Regions from separate parts of the Thunnus thynnus genome. Here region 2 is linked to region 1. The links are chromatin contacts, called in public Hi-C maps. All regions are on one chromosome and are shown on one strand. Each heading gives the region's core, a stretch centred on a gene start, on an enhancer-like site or on the middle of the called end of the contact. The rest is flanking DNA. Distances are from core to core; before and after follow the strand shown. Region 1 holds the start of dna2 (DNA replication helicase/nuclease 2). Region 2 holds the start of mis12 (MIS12 kinetochore complex component).

The links. Hi-C and Micro-C count contacts between places; a contact is called where the count stands out from the background.
Region 2: a contact with region 1 is called in a Hi-C map of heart, with 5 times the contacts expected there. The contact joins the promoter of mis12 here to the promoter of dna2 in region 1. A contact is called at or near these places in 2 of 3 Hi-C or Micro-C datasets (heart and muscle).

The regions. Positions count from the first base shown.
Region 1 is chr1:23,960,802-23,965,706 of fThuThy2.1, forward strand. It overlaps dna2 (DNA replication helicase/nuclease 2), which reads left to right and starts at 2,014. Exons shown (of 26, transcript XR_010928645.1): 1 at 2,014-2,383; 2 at 2,939-2,995; 3 at 3,267-4,233; 4 at 4,376-4,493; 5 at 4,816-4,905.
Region 2 is chr1:24,089,916-24,094,820 of fThuThy2.1, forward strand. It overlaps mis12 (MIS12 kinetochore complex component), which reads right to left and starts at 2,834. Exons shown (of 2, transcript XM_067591945.1): 1 at 2,189-2,834; 2 at 249-574. The coding sequence starts at 2,578. The coding sequence ends at 305. It overlaps ppm1g (protein phosphatase, Mg2+/Mn2+ dependent, 1G), which reads left to right and starts at 4,608. Exons shown (of 14, transcript XM_067591932.1): 1 at 4,608-4,765.

The sequences.
Region 1 (4,905 bases), core at 764-3,263:
GTTAAATAGTTGCTTTCTAGTGAAACCTGAAGAAACATAATATATGTTTTAGTGAGCATCAGGTCTCATAGACTATGACCTGATGTGTGTAATATTTCACAGGCTGTAGATAAAAATAGGTTGGCCATGAGTAAGCAGTGTTTAATCATGTTTAATGACTCCAATTCTCTAAAGCAAACGAGCCCTCATTATTCAATTAAGTTGAAGGTATTTAAAAACTGGATTTACTCAGCTCAAAATTATGGTACCACTCTCTAATACAGCACCATTAATAAAGGGTTTTAAGTTGTAATTACTTCTTGGGTTTATTGAGTAATAAAATAAAATATGCAGATCATTTGCAGCCCTTTTCTAGAAATAAGTGGTCAGATGTATAACCAGTCAAACGATTAATAAATTAATTGTCAACCATTAACAAGGTGACAGTTTCTAATGCCTTTATGAAGGGTGACTTATCAGAAAGTTATTATTACTTTCTTTTGGATACTATGCCTCAAAGATAAGATGTTTGCTTAATGTCTGGGGGAGAGGGCTGATCAGTGAGGCATTTAAGATGACCCAAGTAATGTGGGCTTGAAGAAAGCACATTTTACAATCAGTAGCTCTGTTATGGAGTAGAATACGTTTTCTGACATAATGAACCCCCGAGAGACGCTGTGGTGCCAGAAAACACAAAAGCCATCAGTAGCATGATAGTGGTTCTGTTCGTCTCGGATGATGGGCTACTGCTTCCCGGAGGCACCTGAGGCTGTTTCAACAACATCAAACAAGTGATGAAAATTGTTTTTTTTGTTGTTTTTCATATGTAGCATATCATCATCATCACATGTAGCATTTAATCTCCACAGGGCCACATCAAGGTGCACTGATGGCTCAACTAAGAAAAACAACGAGGTGCAGAACTGCATCATTAGATTTTATAACCACTTTTCCCAACTGACAAATAGTTTCTAGTCTGTTCTCTTCTTCACCTCCAAACTATCCCTAAAACATTTAATAATAAAACATGAATATACCGACTCCTCTTGCTAACAACAAGAGGGAATTTAAACAGCTAAAGGATTTTAATTTCATCACACTTTTAAATATTTTTTTATTCAGGTCTGCTACTATGTCAGTCATTGTTAAGAGACAGACTTTGCTCAGTAGGCTCAGTAGGCTGTCACTGACAAGATTTCATTTGACATTATTTTGTTTACTTATTAATATCATTGTGCAAAGTTAATCTGCTGATGAAGGCCAAGAGGTGTCACTGAAAACTTCCACAAAAAAAAACAAACAAAAAAAAAACAACAGTAAGGGACTGTAATTTATTTAATTATTTATCTTTTGTCAAACTGTTATTTCCATGGTCAAGAATGAATCCCGTAAGCTATAAAACCTGTTTTACATGCAAATAGGAATTATAGTGTCACTACTTAATGAAAAAAAGTTAGCCTAACTGTCTGATGATCACAATCCATTTATTGTATTATCAGTATATGCAGTTATACTTTTGACTCGTCAGATAACCTTTTAGAGATTTCACTGTGATCATAGTGCTATGGTCATGTTTATCTACAGTCGGTCATGCTGTTAACCAACAGAGGGCGACATGATGGCTGCATTCCTCGCCCTCTTAAAAATGGGTCGAGTCTAGAGGTAACCCTGGATCTGCGTAGGATCTCGCGAGAGCGATCGTTTAACCCAAAACATGATCTTTCCCTAACCCTAACTGAGTGTTTTTTGTGCCTAGCCGCTGCATTACCACGTCATAAAACACAATTATTTTGTTCAATTTAAAACAAAGCACACAATAAAGGAATAAGGCGTACAAATCTCGCGATAGTTATTCGCAAATCTAGGATTACCATCTGGACATTCCATGAAGACCCGCCCTACTCTGCCTCTGATTGGCTAGTACTCGTTGCCATTGTTGGTTTGGTTCGGTTTGGTTGGGTAGGTTACGTCGGTCAGAGCCAATCAGAGGCAGAGTAGGGCGGGTCTTCGCACAATTGATAACGCCCGTAAAACGCCCCGAAAACAGTCTGTCAGCGGATGTACTCCTGACGTCATTTCCATTGCGGGAAGTAGAAAATTTGGCGCCTCAGACTTTTAAACTGCCTCCAAACACTGGAAGAGAAAAGAGCTGAATGATGATCAAAATGAGTACAAGCCCGGTGGTTTTAACGGGAGAGTAACGGTAGCTAACGCCGGACAGTTAGTGAACAGTCTCCTGCTTGTGGAGATGCGGAGTCGTTTGAAATTAAACAGAATAAACTCTCTTCAGCTAGCTGTAGCTGATGCCGGTGATCCGTTGATAAACAAACATATATAATTCCACACACCTACCTGTGTTTTAACCTGAGCCACCATGCACAGGACCAAACTGAGGAAACCCAAGGTGAGTTCAGTAAGAGAGTTGTTAATTGACACACCAGCCTCTAATGAGGCAGAGTAATGTCTCCCGCTAAATGTGACGCACCTGTCATCGTTATTAACTCAGCTGTGCGTCTGACTGGTTTGATGGGTTTCACTTGATCTCTCATGTGCAGTCATCTTTTGTTTTTCTGGGCAGCAGTATTATGTGAACAACATTGTGTATGGCTTATCAGGTAATATTAGTGTTCATTCATTCATTCATTCATTCATGTGCAGAGCAGTTTAACCACCAACTCCTGTAAATGAAGAGCAGAGGTTATATATCGCAGTTACCAGTTAACCACAAACGTGCTTAGTTGTCGGTTTTAGGAGGTAATGTTGATTATATCAAGACCCTCTATTAAATCTGAAACCCACCAAGATGTTAATGTTGAGCGAATGTGCTGCCGTTTAAATCATTATGCTCTGTTTTAACATGCAACTGTGGTGGAAAATAAACACATACCACCTGTGAAAAGCTACAGAAACTTAGTGATTGTTGAATTCTGGTTAATCTCTGCTTTGTGGTTTTTTTCAGGTGACCCCAGGAGGGCAGAAGAACATCTCAACCTTCTTTTCCACTCAAAACCAGAAGGTAGGTACAACTATTTATTTCAATTAGTTCTTCTCTTTGCTGCATCTTGTTCCTTTGTGTATCTTTCTCTTTTCTTGTAAGACGGCTGGACAGAAATCAGATTACAATGTTTTTGACTGGAGCAGAAAATTACACTTAAGATATATTAACATATTGTTATATAAAAAAACTGAGATATATATAGTCATATGTCACAATACTGTTACATTGACTCTTCTACCTCCAATTTCTTTGCTCAATATGTTTTGCATGTTTGCTTTGATGCTTTCAGGACTTATCTTCCACAAAACTGTCAGTAACTGGCGTTGCTCTTGCCAAGACTGAGCCACAAATCAAAGATGAGGAAGTCTTTATGTTCAGAGCCCATTCTCCCTTAAAGAGGAGTATCCTTGGGAGCCTTGAGAACATCCTTCCCTCCTCACCAGATCTCCTCCTCTCTGTGCCTGAGACCCCCAACAGTCAGATTAGGCTCTCTTCCTCCAGAGAACCAGGTCAACTGAGCCCCCAGCCCAGCAGAGAGGTGGCGAGCCAGGGGAAGCTCGGCCAACTGTCCCCCATCTGTCGAAGTCCCCGCTCCAAAGGGTCAAATGTACGGAGAGTAATTACTGAGGAGGGAGGAAGAGCCAAGAGGGAAGAGGGATGTTCTGGCTCCTTGAAAAGACTCTTCAGCCCTCCTGAAGAGTCCCAAAATGCCAAGAGACCAAGGACTGCCAATCCACCGGCACAAAGAATTCTGAGTCCCATAGCTAACGGCATAAAAGTAACAAGGCCTGTGATTGGGCCTGTGAAGAAACCTCAGTTTTCCAGTGACAAGTCTAAGAGGTCGGAGGGTCAAAGCTTGGGGCTCGGTCCCTCCAGAGGCAGTGAAGTGGTCTTTAATGACAACAGAAAGAACACGACATTGCACAACAAGTCTCTGCACTCTTTGAGGGCGCAGACACAACAACAGGAGGAAAGAGATAAAGATGAGAGAGATTCTGGTTTCACTGTGATTACGGAGCAGAAGGCGGCTGAAGGGAGCGCCAGTGAAAGGCCATACGCTCGTCTGGATAAGGACACTCACACTCTAACTGCCAACATGCACAAACCCAGTGCACAAGCAGTCACACCTGCACCGGAGAGGAGTACAGAGGAGAGAGAGGACGACCTAAACGAGAAAGGGGCTGCAATAACAGCTGTGATATCATCAAAAGGAGACAGAGGCAATGTGACATCATCGGATCAAGAGAAAACTGGAGGTACAGTGGTGCACAAGGATCAAAGCTGGGGTTCGAACTGCCACCTGCCATGTTATAATTATGATAATTGATCATGATATAATTATTGTGATTATTATGTCAAATATTACAATATGCTATGCTATCCCCCTCCCCAAACAAGGAAACGCAGGAGTGGCGTCAGCGTGTCATGTAGAAGAGATGATGGACGAGAACTGGTTTGCAGAGCAGATGGATACCAGTGAAGGTCTCAACATGGAGGATAAATCCAAAAAAACCCGGTAAGATACACATGAACCTGCTGGCTGGTGGTGTTACTGTGGAGTTTGATCAGGTCAGGTGATTTGGTTTAATTTCAACAGCATGCCAAGGTGGTGCATGCTGATAAGCTTTCTATATTACAGTGTCAGTTTATCACTCTATGGGAAGACATTAGCTTCATTGTATAAAAAAATGAGAAACTGGAAAATGATAATGACACCAAGGCATATGATTATTTTTCTAGGTTAAAAAATTCAGTCAGATTTTATAAAAATTATGTGTGACAGATGATTGGAGGAAAAAAAAAATATGATATGATAAAACTCCTCTTTGTTCCTGCAGCAGAGTACCAGACCATGTGATCCTTTCTGGAGGCCCTAACAACCGCTACTGGGTTTTGGATTCGGAGGAGAGGCCGGGTCACAAAATACT
Region 2 (4,905 bases), core at 1,584-4,083, 130 kb after region 1:
CAACAACATTATCAGCAGCGTCTTCTACCTGAAATGTTTTACTGTCCTACCTCACTGCTACAGATGTCTTATAAACCCTCGTATCTCTATCAGAAAGAGTAAAGACAGAAAATATTATAAAAGCTCTGGATTAATGTCTATGAAATATCAAATATGAGTAAACATGCACATCCAAACCAAAGAAAGCAGGTGCTGAGCTGAAAGTGAGCAAATCACTGAATAAACAAACAGCTCACACACTGCAGAGCTCCACTGTCCACTTATTTATTGCACCAAGGTGAAAGATCATAAGTGTGAATTCAGTTCAGTGAGGGGCCTTGCTGCAGACCTCCCCGACAGCTTCCTGCAGTTTCTTTATGGACTCCATCACCAGGCGGAAGCTTTCATGGAAGCTGCCGTTTCCCTCCTTCACCCAGGCTGCCTGGAGCTCTCTGACCCACATCAGGATCCCATCCAGCTGATTCTGCACCTCCTTCTGCTCCTCCAGCTCGGCCAGCAGGGCCTGCCTGGCACAAACTTCCGCTTCGTAGGCTCTCTGCAGGTCCGCCACGGACGATTCCAGTCTGATCACCTCCTGAAACGAACAAATCATGAAAAGAAACCAAATGTTCAATCATGTTCTCTAAAACATCTGAACACCAATACTGATCAAACCCTCAACAGACATAAATAAATACATAAGATGTGTTATGTTAACAGACAGTATTGTATCAGTGAGCATGACAGATATTGGATCTATGAAGCAGACACCAATATCAATATTTTAGTGTTTATTTAAAAAAGAAAATCTGTAAAATAATATAAATAAAGAGACAAGATTATTTTGTTACACATTAAATGAACTAGTGTGTGGTGCGGACGAGCCTTTATTATGAGCATTAAATGATGAGCGTGAAAGTTCAATCTTGACCATGAAAAAGTAGTTTCACAAAATAATCTTAACTCAAGGTCCACTTACTTGCTCCCCCCCAAGCTTTCAATCACATCTCACAGCCTTTATTAGCAGATGGAGATATACAAACAATTGTTATCGTGTGACTAAACTTCAATACTTTATGATAACAGAGCCATCTCCATGACAACTGAGTAAACTCTAAATCTGCTGATGAAGACTGTGCGATGCAGCTGAAAGCTTCGAGAAAAGCTAGGAAGTGGACATTGAATCAAAGATTTGTTATCTAAAAGGTGTTAATTCAATTTACGGTTATTTTGGAGGTGTTGCCGTATTGTATTTCTTTATACTACCAGATGTTTCTTATATTTCATCCACCACATTTTCATCAATGAGTGGAAAAACACCTCTCGAAATAAAACTGAATACAAGTCAACCCCTCTAACACACAACACAAAACAGTAACATTATAACCTTGATGATTTTAGATTTGCTGCATGACTGTTAGACTTAGTGCTGCAACAATTATTTATTTATTGATGATTTGAGTATTTACATGATTAATCATTTGGTCAATAAAACATCAGAAAATGTCTAAAAACATCCATCACAACATCCTGGACTCCAAGGTGACATCCTCATGTGTCTTATTTTATCCAACCAATAGTCAAAAACTCCAAAATATTACATTTACAGTTACATTTACAGTTTTGTAAGACCAAGAAAAGCCACAAATTATAACATCTGAGAGCCTTGAACCAAGAAATGTTTGGCATTTTTACTTGAAAAATGACCTAAATGATTAGTTAATTTCCTGCCAATCGATAATCGACTAATCGTTGCAGCTCTAATTCGACTGCATTACTTTTAGCTAGATAATAAACTGGCAACTGAGATACTGATATGTTGTATAGAGATCAGTAGGTGTTATAGTGTATACAGGTAAATATGTACAGTTATGTTATATCACAGGAATGTAATGAATCGTATAATTGAAGCTTTCATTTTAGAGTGTTTACATTCACATTGCCTCAACAGATTGAGACTGTAGCCTTGTCATTTTCCTTCTGCACTGTTAAACTTGTGAAGGGGACGAGTTTAGGTATAAAAAGGACAACTTATTATGGATGTGAACACCCTCAAACACAGAAACTGTCCATATTATGCAAATATTTACAGACTACACTGTTGCTTGTGAGTACATGAATGAAGCAGTGGGTTGTGTGTGACTTCCTCTCATGATACTGATACAAACACTCCCTCTTTCTCCTCCTCCTCCTCCTCCTCCTCACCCACCTGAGGGTCCTGCGGGTGGTCTCGGTGTATCTGGTCCTCGGGCAACAGGACGTTTGGCGGCACGGAGAAGCAGCGGTTCACGAGCAGCGCCTCCATCCGCTCAGACAGCTGCTTGAACCGGTCTAAAAGAACCTGCTGCAGCTCCCGGCTACACTCCCGGGACCGGCACCGGAGCAGCTCCTCAGCCCCGTCCGACTCGCCTTTACTCAGCTGCCTCACACACACCTTCTCCACGACCAGCAACATGTCCCGCAGGCAGTCCTGGAAGGCGCTGTAAACCCGCAGCATGCAGGTCTGCGGGCTGAAACCGAAGAACTGCGTCTCGTACAGTTTTAAAGTCGACGGAGAGAGACTTTCCGCCTCTCCGTCCATGTCTCCGCGTCCATCCATTTCTTCCTCTTCCCCGGGTTTCCCGCCTCACGTTGAATCGCCGATGTTTTGTCTCGTATCTAGATGGTAACCCCAGACCCGCGAAAGTTCTCGCGAGAGTGATGTTTTTAACTCAAATCATGATCTTTCCCTAACCCTAATCAAGTGTTTCTGGTGCTTAAACCTAACCAAACCTTAAATACAGCGTTGCCACATCACAGAATATAATTATTTTGTACAACGTGCACAAAGAAGGAACAACGCATAGAAATCTCGCGAGAGTTCTGGAAATCTAGGGTTACCATCTAGACACGACCAACGTTTGGCTTTTCTTCTTCCTCTGGGTGTTTTTTGGCGGTTGGCAAACAACGAGATGACGCTTTACCGCCACCAAGCGGCACATGTAGAAATCTAAATAAATACATAAAATTAACCATGATATACATTCAAACAGATTAGATACCGAGACAAAAACATAGCATGTATCTCCTGAATTTCTTTATAAAAAATATCACTTAAATCATAGTTTGAGTTGTTTTCTCACAGTCTCTGAATAATTTGTCTAAATGTCATTTAATAACAGACCATGGGGATGTAGTTACACGAAAACATCATAAAAAGAGCACATATCAATATTTTTTACCGCCTTCTTCTTGTTTGAAGAGACAATTGTGTAAATTCTGTTGAATTTCATTTTTTGCCCTAATTGTCCGTCATAAAGGACTAAATGTATAGAAAGAAAGAAAGAAACAAACAAACAAAAAAACAAACAAAAGTTGTGGGAGGATGTTACACAACATGTTATCACATAATCCTAAAGTCCCCTTCCACTCAAACATATATTTTTCTTCTTGTTCTAACAGTTGAACATTTGAGCTTCATTGTGCAGAATGATGTATGTGCAGAGTTTGACACTATAAGACTGTTTTCATATTCATCTGCTGAAAGTGGAAAGCTTCTCTGTGCACATTGAAAATCTGATTTTAAGGTATGGGCCTGTGAGCAGGATTTCTGACATCACAACTAGTTTTGAAGCCAATTCTGGTCCAATACTCAACTTACACAAGTATGATGTGGAAACTTGAAGCCTCCAGTGCACAGACACTGAGAATGAACTTTGCAATGAAGTAGGAGACATCTTGTGTCAGTTAAACTTCGGAAATGAAATTTGAATTCTACATTTTTTTAATGAGAGAGAAGGACCATACTCTTTTGTGGAAAAACCACATAATACATTATTTTTCCAAACGGATTATTTTTATATGTCTTGATACATGTTTTAGGACATATAAAATAATCTTATTGGTGGTGAATACTATGTTTTTTTAAGATGATGAAAAAATATGTTGTGTAACCTCGCTGTAACCAACAACTCTTTTTTTCTTTCTATTCATTTAGTCCTGTACGACGGAGTACAGGGCCACACTGACAGAATTTTAAAAAAGTTTTATTTTTGAGATAACGAAAAAAAAAAAGTAATAGTAACCCCGGTAGGGTTGCAGTCGACCACCCCCAGCCATTTCTTCTTCCGCTAAAGAAGCAGTTTAGTGCATGTTCGTGTGGTTCTTTCTTTGGACAATGGCTCCAAAGTCCTGATACTCATAATTATCTGGTGCTAATGTGCCAAAAGATTAAGTATTTTGTTATGTGTGAAACCTATACTAAAGTATAACTTCACAAGATGCTCCACATTCCTCATTTTAACCGGCAGACTGCTACTCTGATATTTCCCCCCTAGACTATTACATTTTTCCCGTAATAACGGTTTATTCTCGTAATATTACTTATTTATTCTCGTAATCGTACTTTTTTCTCGAAATATTATGACTTTGTTCTCGAAGTCTCTCATTTTTTCCCCTCCCAGTGTGGCCCTAATACTCTGTCGTGGTCCTGACACTGTATTATCTTCCATATTTTTTTTAATTATTTTGTTATATATCTGTACACGTAAAATACCTGCCTGTATGTTGCTGAAACGTTAATTGGTTAATTTTTTTCCCGACATCGTGACGTATGACGTACACTGAGGACACGCCCCCTGCTCAGAGCGAAAGGGACATGCGCGCGCAGCATCTTCCTGCGCGGCTCCTGCTTGTTCTTCTTCTCGGTCTGTGTTGTTAGCGGCTTCTGCTTCCACACGTGTGATCACTCCTATGTGAATCCCTCTCTCCGGGACCCGTTTACAAGCTCATCCCGCAGCCAGAATAGGTATTTTTTCTACTGTCGGTGTTGTGAGTTAGATGTTTCTACAAAGTATGAGAGATGACTGCTGGAAGTTTAGCCGGGTTTGCTCCTGTTAGCACGGTGACGTTAGTTAGCTTTGTTGTTGTGTCGCTAACGTTAGCCAG